2 separate regions of the Hordeum vulgare genome follow, and region 2 is linked to region 1. The links are chromatin contacts, called in public Hi-C maps. All regions are on one chromosome and are shown on one strand. Each heading gives the region's core, a stretch centred on a gene start, on an enhancer-like site or on the middle of the called end of the contact. The rest is flanking DNA. Distances are from core to core; before and after follow the strand shown. Region 1 has its middle 61 kb from the start of LOC123426969. Region 2 has its middle 120 kb from the start of LOC123426970.

Region 1 (3,503 bases), core at 365-2,864:
CCTAGTTGCATGCTTGCTACGGTCATTTGCAGAAATACCTATCAATCTAAACTCTAGTATTTAGGTTTTCGATCCGGTTTTTCTTATAAATTGATCAAAACTCAAGGGATGACTCCTGGCTTTGACAGTTTTTTGAACAATATATTCATGTGTGGGAATCCTCCCTATTGAGTACAGATTTTTTTGGATGTTCATCTCAGAAAAGAAGAGACTGAAAGAACAACAGAAATCTGGTAACTGATACATAGGTGCTCCCTAGTTACATCGTTCATAACATAATTTAAAAGAAAATGAAGGGGCTCATCGTCCCAAATACTACAACAAAATTTATTTAAGAGGCAAACTGTAGCCAACTCAAGAGAAGCCTCATTTAGCGTCTCTACAACAATGATTAAAAACGACCTCCCAATTACATGTGCAAGCTCTTCTCAGTCTGCGTATGTAGTAGTGTTTCATTAGGTAGTTATAGCTGGTAAGAGGATGTATGATGGGATTCGAGATTATCACTCACAGTAGCTTGATTCAACAAATTCGATTATAGGAAGATACACAAATGACGAACAAAAAGGGAAAAGAGGGATATGTTTCGGAGGCGCAGCCGGGTCGTTGATCCTCTAGATACCTGTCATCCGTTCCACCCTGTCTTAAGTAATGGAGGAGGTGGTCGGGCTTCACCGCGTCCACGCCCGTCCAGTGATGCGTGAGTTGGGCTTACGATTTCTCATGGGCCGTTGTGCCGAAGACGAGGGTGACGAGTCTCTGATAGCTGGGCCCACTTGGTTCATATAGTCGCCGCGGCTGGGAGTGCTAGGGGCGCTAACACAAAACAACCATAGTAACAACAAAAATCCATCGCAAATTACAAACATATTCGTAACAAAACATAAAAAATGACAACCAATTTGTACATGATTGCAAGTCAATGGCATCTTGATTTGCTACCCCGCTTCTAATTGCTTCAGAATTACGATTGAGCTAGGAATAAACACTAGATTAGATGACTAGACAGTAGGCACGGGACCTCTTGATGTTTTGTCGTCTAAATCAAGTAGCCTGATCAGATGCCCTTTTCTGATTGATATATTCACAAAACTATATATGCAATGCGGCTTGCGCTGTTATTCCCCACTTTTCTGGCGGCTGGCCTAATTTCCCAGTAATTATAAGCATACCTATCCGGCCTTCACGATCGCACACCGGGTATATATGGGTGCTCTGTTGCATATTCCTGCAACTTTCCAGGTACTACACATCCAGGCGCTAATTAATCTGTTGACATACGCAAAGCTATTATGGAGTGTTATCGATGCATGCCAATCTTTTTTAGGAGGTCCTGGTCGTCGCCCCCACCATGCCTTCGATTCGCAGGGATCATGTTGATGTTGGTAAAGCATGGAATGGATGATGGCCATCTCCTCCTCATCGTCGTCTGTCCGTCCGAGATTTTTTTACGTCCGAGAGTGCATGTGGGGGCTACGGCAGCTTTGACCAAAGGTGGCAGGGGGGCGGTACGTAGGCGCGTGTCGTTTATTCTCCGGCCCGAGCCGAGCCGATGGAGATGCCTCAGCCCGTGCGCGCCCACTTGTCCCTTTGCCCCGCCCCGTATCTTCCTGTGGATTTGTGGCGGTGGGGCTGCCCTTGGCACATCCACCACCACCAGATTTGGAGCCGTGCGGCTGAGTTAATCGTCCTTCCTTGTCGTCTCACCATTAGCTGGTCAGCAGCAGCAGCAGCAGCAGCAGCAGGGATTATTAGCGATGATTAACCGTGTCGAGGAAGGGGTTTCACGTCTGATGGTCGTCTTCATCCCCAGACAGACAAGGGTGACAAGGGCGAGATTTGAGCAGTGCTAGTACAGGCACTACGGGCTTGTCCTCGAGTGCCTTTTTCCTGAAAACAGGAAAAGCGGTTTCTGTACATTCGGCTTGACGATCGACCGGACCGGAGAAAGGCGGGAGGCAAATCCAATCAGCCCATGCTGAGCCGCATGCGCGAGTAGACGTCCGGCTGATTCAATTTTCTATCACCTCACGGGCAGGCAGGCAGGCAGGCAGGCAGGCACTGTGGCGCAGTGCTCCCCGGGGGGCCGTGCCCGTCGCGCCACTCGAGACGGCACGGGGGCGTCCTCTGTCCTCTGACCAACTCTCACCTCCACCCTGCGCTGCGCAAGCAGTCTGATGAAGAGAGAGAGAGTAGGCGAGGGCGCTCGTGTGCGTGCGTGCGTACGTGTGTGACTGTGGTGCCTGATTGGTTGGGATTCGCACCTGCAGAGTACGATTCCCCGTGCGCGCGGTGGCAGGCCAGGCCTACTCGTCCTCCTCCTACTCGGTCCAGCCAGCCGCACGGGTGGCCCTTTGACTGACCACCACCACCATCATGGCTCGCCGCACCCGCACGAGGGCCGCATTCATGTCGCCCTCATTCACTCACTCACTCACTCACTCATCGATCCGCCCCTCTCCACTCCACCCACGATTTCGTTTCATTTATCTGCTCGGTCTCTCTCTCTATCTCTCGTCCCGAAACCACAGCACCCGAAGCGTTGAGAGAGACGGCTAGTCGAAGGTCTTCCACGGTTCGGTTCCCCTCCTGACTTTGTGTAGTACTACTCCGTGACCATGAGAACGGGGAACGTGTCCGGCCGGCCACCACCGCGCCTTCCAATCCATTGAAACGTGGGATCAAGGTGTGCCGCACGCATTGCTGCGCGCTCCACCTTGGGTGTGCCGCAACCGTGCGAGGAGTCATTAATTATTGGTTCGAAGATCCAAGCTCCTTTGCAACAAAGGACTGTCAACATGGCATTGGTACCCTTGACAAAGGAATTGAAGAGGATTAAAGAAGATTTTTTTACTAGAAAAGGAAGATTCTCTTTGGCCTGTGCATCAATACGATGCATGTAGCCACTTTGTTAACAAAAAGTAACAAACATCCCAATCAATCTCGAAACGAGCAACACAATAATGAAAAATCTACACTAATGGGAACGGGGCCTTTAGCCCCGGCCCGTAAGGGGCTTTAGTTAGTCCCGCCCCTTTTACAAGCCGGGTCTAAAGGTGCTCCACGTGGGCGCCTCGTAGCGCCCCACGGGCAGGACCTTTAGTCCCGGTTCGTTACACGGGTCGGGACTAAAGATTTTCAGGTTTCGCTTATTTTCGGGTTTTTTTTAATGAAATTATTTTTGGGTTTTAGGGTTTAGGTGTTCGGGAGATTAACGTGATGCCTCGTTTGGTGTTCGGGAATTAGTTTTCATATAATTTAAATAGAAATAATTATGCATATATATATAAGGTTAACTTATCTTACAAGCGAGCATATATATACAATTATACGGAGATCTAAATTATCGGGGCTAGAGCCCGTCTATTTGATTACATGGACGAACATCAGTAATGGCCTCTAGCTACACTAAATCGTCATTTGTCATCTATAGCTTCCGTCCTCAGAAAGGTCGCAAGCTCCTCTGCAACAGCAATCGCGCGTTGCTCTGGTAGGACCTTCGT
Region 2 (3,460 bases), core at 596-3,095, 370 kb after region 1:
AAGGGTCCGACTGGGTCGATTTTTTGCGACCGATTAGTGACCGGACTCGGACGACCTGACCGGATGTTTGAGATGAATATGAAGGATCCGATTATAGATGCTCTAAGCTCTTATATTTCTTTACCGAGTGAGAGGAGAACACGGGTTTGTCCTGTCCTTTGTGTTCAGGCATGCATGGATATGGTCCTACTTTCCCCCTGATGTGATCGTTTCCTAATTAAGCGCACATGAACACCAGTAGTTTAGCCCATCCCGCTCGGGCCATTGACCGGTCTCCAGCTGTGTTACCACTGATGGATCGATCAATTGCCTGTGGTTTAGCAGATTCTGGTCGGTCCAAACCACCAAAACCTTGGTTGCCGCGGCCAAGGTCAAGTTAAACAATCAGCCGGGCACATGCACAGATGCACTCTACCAGCGTTGTCCCATTCCTTGTTGGACATTCGTAGGAACTGAAGACACAAAAGTAATCAGGCGCGCGTGCACGTACATACACCGAGTAAATCCAGGCCCCGGCTAGCGCACGGCAATCTTTATATGATCAGGCCGGTGATCACTAGACGGCGCCGCAAAATGGCATCATCGATCTCTCGATCGATCTCCACCCGCACGCGCACTTTCGGTCATGCATGTGAGGATTGACTAATGGCTATTGTATGCGTAGCAAGTACTACGTGGTCACCTGCGCGGAACCTTTGGCCGCAGCCGATGGATCGATCACCATGGCCTTTATCTGCAATGATGATCAACCTTGTTTGTTTAGAGTTTAGACCAGGTAGCTCGATCGTGCATATGCGTTTCCCCCGTGGACTGCGTCTCCTTTGTGCTGCTTTTTTGACCAAGGCTAGCCGCGAGGCCGCGCATATTTGCATCGTGGTCGAACCCACCGCGCCGGTCGGCCGCGCCGCGCGCGCGCACCACCAACCTCGAGCCGCACGCGCGTACGCGTCCTGGCCGCGTCGCCGACGGCGACGGCTTTACTCGCTGCTGGTGGACGCCGTCGTCGGTGGACGTAGCTGGCTATGGCTAGGCTGGGTGAGCCAGAGGCCCGCATACATATCATACGCAGCCAGCGGCATTGATGCATGCATTCGGGTGGTCCACTGTAGGTGAGCCGCGCGGCGCATGCACACGTAACTGCGAGCGTTCTGGTCACGTACGCAGTCGTCCTGCATGCAGCGAGCCCTGCACAGTGACCGGATTGATTCCTCGCTCGCTCATGACGAGGCCGCGCCAGTGGGCATGGACGCACGTACGGTACGGGCGGACGAGGACGCACAGTGCGAAATGGAAGCACTGTGCGGGCGCAACAAGTTCACGTGTGCTTGCATAGTTGCCCCCATTGGATGGTGTGTGTGTGTGTGTGTGTGGCTGCCTCGTCCTCGTGCGGTGCAGTAAAACCTACTGTGTGCTGTGCTGTGCTGGTAGTAAGGTCGCCTGACCCTGACGATACGATATCTCGGACTGGATCCATCCATGATCCACCCGCACGTGGACGTGTGGGCATCCATGCCTGCAGGCTGCAGCAGGCGGTTTACTCCTGTGTGTATATAGGCTTTTTGTGCTGGAAAATATCGCGTCGAGGATTTGGTCTTGCATCGGCTGCACGCGGACCACTTCTTCTGTAGTGATCACGAGGGAGGGAGGGAGGGAGGGAGGGAGGAATGGTCGTCCAGTACAGCATGTACGTTGTGACGGTCTGTTCCGTTCCGTAGCATGAGCAGCACCAAGACTGAATCTGGTCGCGGTCGGACGCGGACTTTTTGGGCTTGGCCGACCCCGCCGTAGTAGGAAGGTCTCTCGAGACAGCGAGCTGCAGCATAGTATCGCGGAAGGGCAGAAATGCCATTATGCAGGGAAAGCCCTATTCGCCGCTCTGTGCGAAGCGGTCTCGGGCTTCGCACACAGCGGGAGGGGTGTGGGCTGGCCCATTAAGCGGGGTTGCAGCGCCGGTTTGCAAATCTTCCAGAGGTTCCAAACCCTCTTTTTGAGGTTTTGGGAAGAAGGTTCCCTGAATCGTTATTTTTTTTTATATATTTTCGTTTTTCTTTTCTTTTTTCCGATTCAGAAAATGTTCTCGATTTTTAAAAATGTTCAAGATTTTAAAAAAGTTTCTTTAAATTATAAAAATGTTCTTTCTTTTTTTCAATGTTTTGGAATTTTAAAAACTGTTCTAGATTTCCCTAAAAAATGAATTTTAGAAAATTAACTATAATTCTCAAAAATTATTCTTCAAAATCGTAAAATATTTGAAAAATGTTCATGATTTAAGAGTTTGTTCTCTATTTAAAAATATTTGAAAATGTATAAAAAAATAGTTGCGTTTCCAAATTTGTTCATAATTTATCAAAATTGTTCTCAGTTTCAAATTTTATTCTCAAGATTTAAAAAATGTCCGTGCTTTAACAATTTGTTCGCGCTTTCAAATCTGCTCTCCGTTTTAAAAAATGTTCAAAATTGTTCACGCTTTCAAATTTGTTCAGGTTTTTTCAAAATTGGTCTCCATTTCAAAATGATATTATCAAGATTCAAAAAAAATTCTTGCTTTAAAAAATTGTCCGTTCTTCCAAATTTGCGCGTGATTTTTCAAAATTGACTCTGTTTCAAAATTTCTTCTCAAGATTCAAAAAATGATCTTGCTTTAAAAAACTCGGGTTTCCAAATTTGTTCGGGTTTTTTCAAAATTGTTTCTCCATTTCATAATTTGAAACTATTTTTCAAAATTATTTTTGGTTTCAAAATTAGTTCTCAATATTCAAAACTGTATGTGCTTTAATTTGTTTCACGCTTCAAAATTTGTTTGGGGTTTTTCAAAATTGTTCTCCTTTTGAAAGTTCTGTTCTCAAGATTCAAAAAATGTCCGTGCTTCCAAAGAATTTTCTGCACGATTTTTGAAAATTGTTTTCGGTTTCACAATTTGTTCTCAAGATTCAAAAACTGTTCGTGCTTTCAAATTTGTTCTCCGTTTTACAAATTGTTCATGTTTCAAAATTTATTCAGGAGTTTCAAAAGATGTTTGTGTTTTCAAATTTTTTCACGAGTTTCCTAATTTTTCAGGGTTCCAAATTATATTCTAGAATTTTGGGAAATATGTTCCCTCTTCCAAAAAAATGTTCACGATTTACAAAAAATGTTCCTAATTTCGAAAATATTATTGTTTCAGAAAATGTTCACAATTCGAAAAAATTATTTGCATTTCACCGAGCATTCCATCTTTTGGAAAAAAAATAGTTCGAATTTTTTTAACTAACTCGGATCTGCACGGTGTGTTTGTTCTTTGAAACTGATGCTCCGATTTTGAGAAGATATAAGTCCTAGCTCATGTGGTAGTAATACTTCGTGATAAGCATTCGACCCTGCGTTCGAATCCCTGCAGTTGCAATACCTTTTTGAGCTACCATATACGTCAAATATCGATGGTTGTCTTTATGGGCCGGCCCAGTCGTAAACAAGCCTGTGC

Evidence for each region. Hi-C and Micro-C count contacts between places; a contact is called where the count stands out from the background.
Region 2: a Hi-C map of seedling shows a contact between it and region 1, with 2.0 times the contacts expected there. The contact joins two enhancer-like sites. A contact is called at or near these places in 3 of 6 Hi-C or Micro-C datasets (leaf and seedling).

What each region holds. Positions count from the first base shown.
Region 1 is chr2H:519,974,312-519,977,814 of MorexV3_pseudomolecules_assembly, forward strand. No RefSeq gene overlaps it. Among protein-coding and RNA genes, the nearest start is that of LOC123426969, 61 kb to the left of the region's middle. Within about 2 kb of position 1,615, at least 3 of the 3 cell types and tissues checked have open chromatin away from gene starts, as enhancers often do. A contact at or near this core is called in leaf and seedling, where this site is marked.
Region 2 is chr2H:520,345,881-520,349,340 of MorexV3_pseudomolecules_assembly, forward strand. No RefSeq gene overlaps it. Among protein-coding and RNA genes, the nearest start is that of LOC123426970, 120 kb to the right of the region's middle. Within about 2 kb of position 1,846, at least 3 of the 3 cell types and tissues checked have open chromatin away from gene starts, as enhancers often do. A contact at or near this core is called in leaf and seedling, where this site is marked.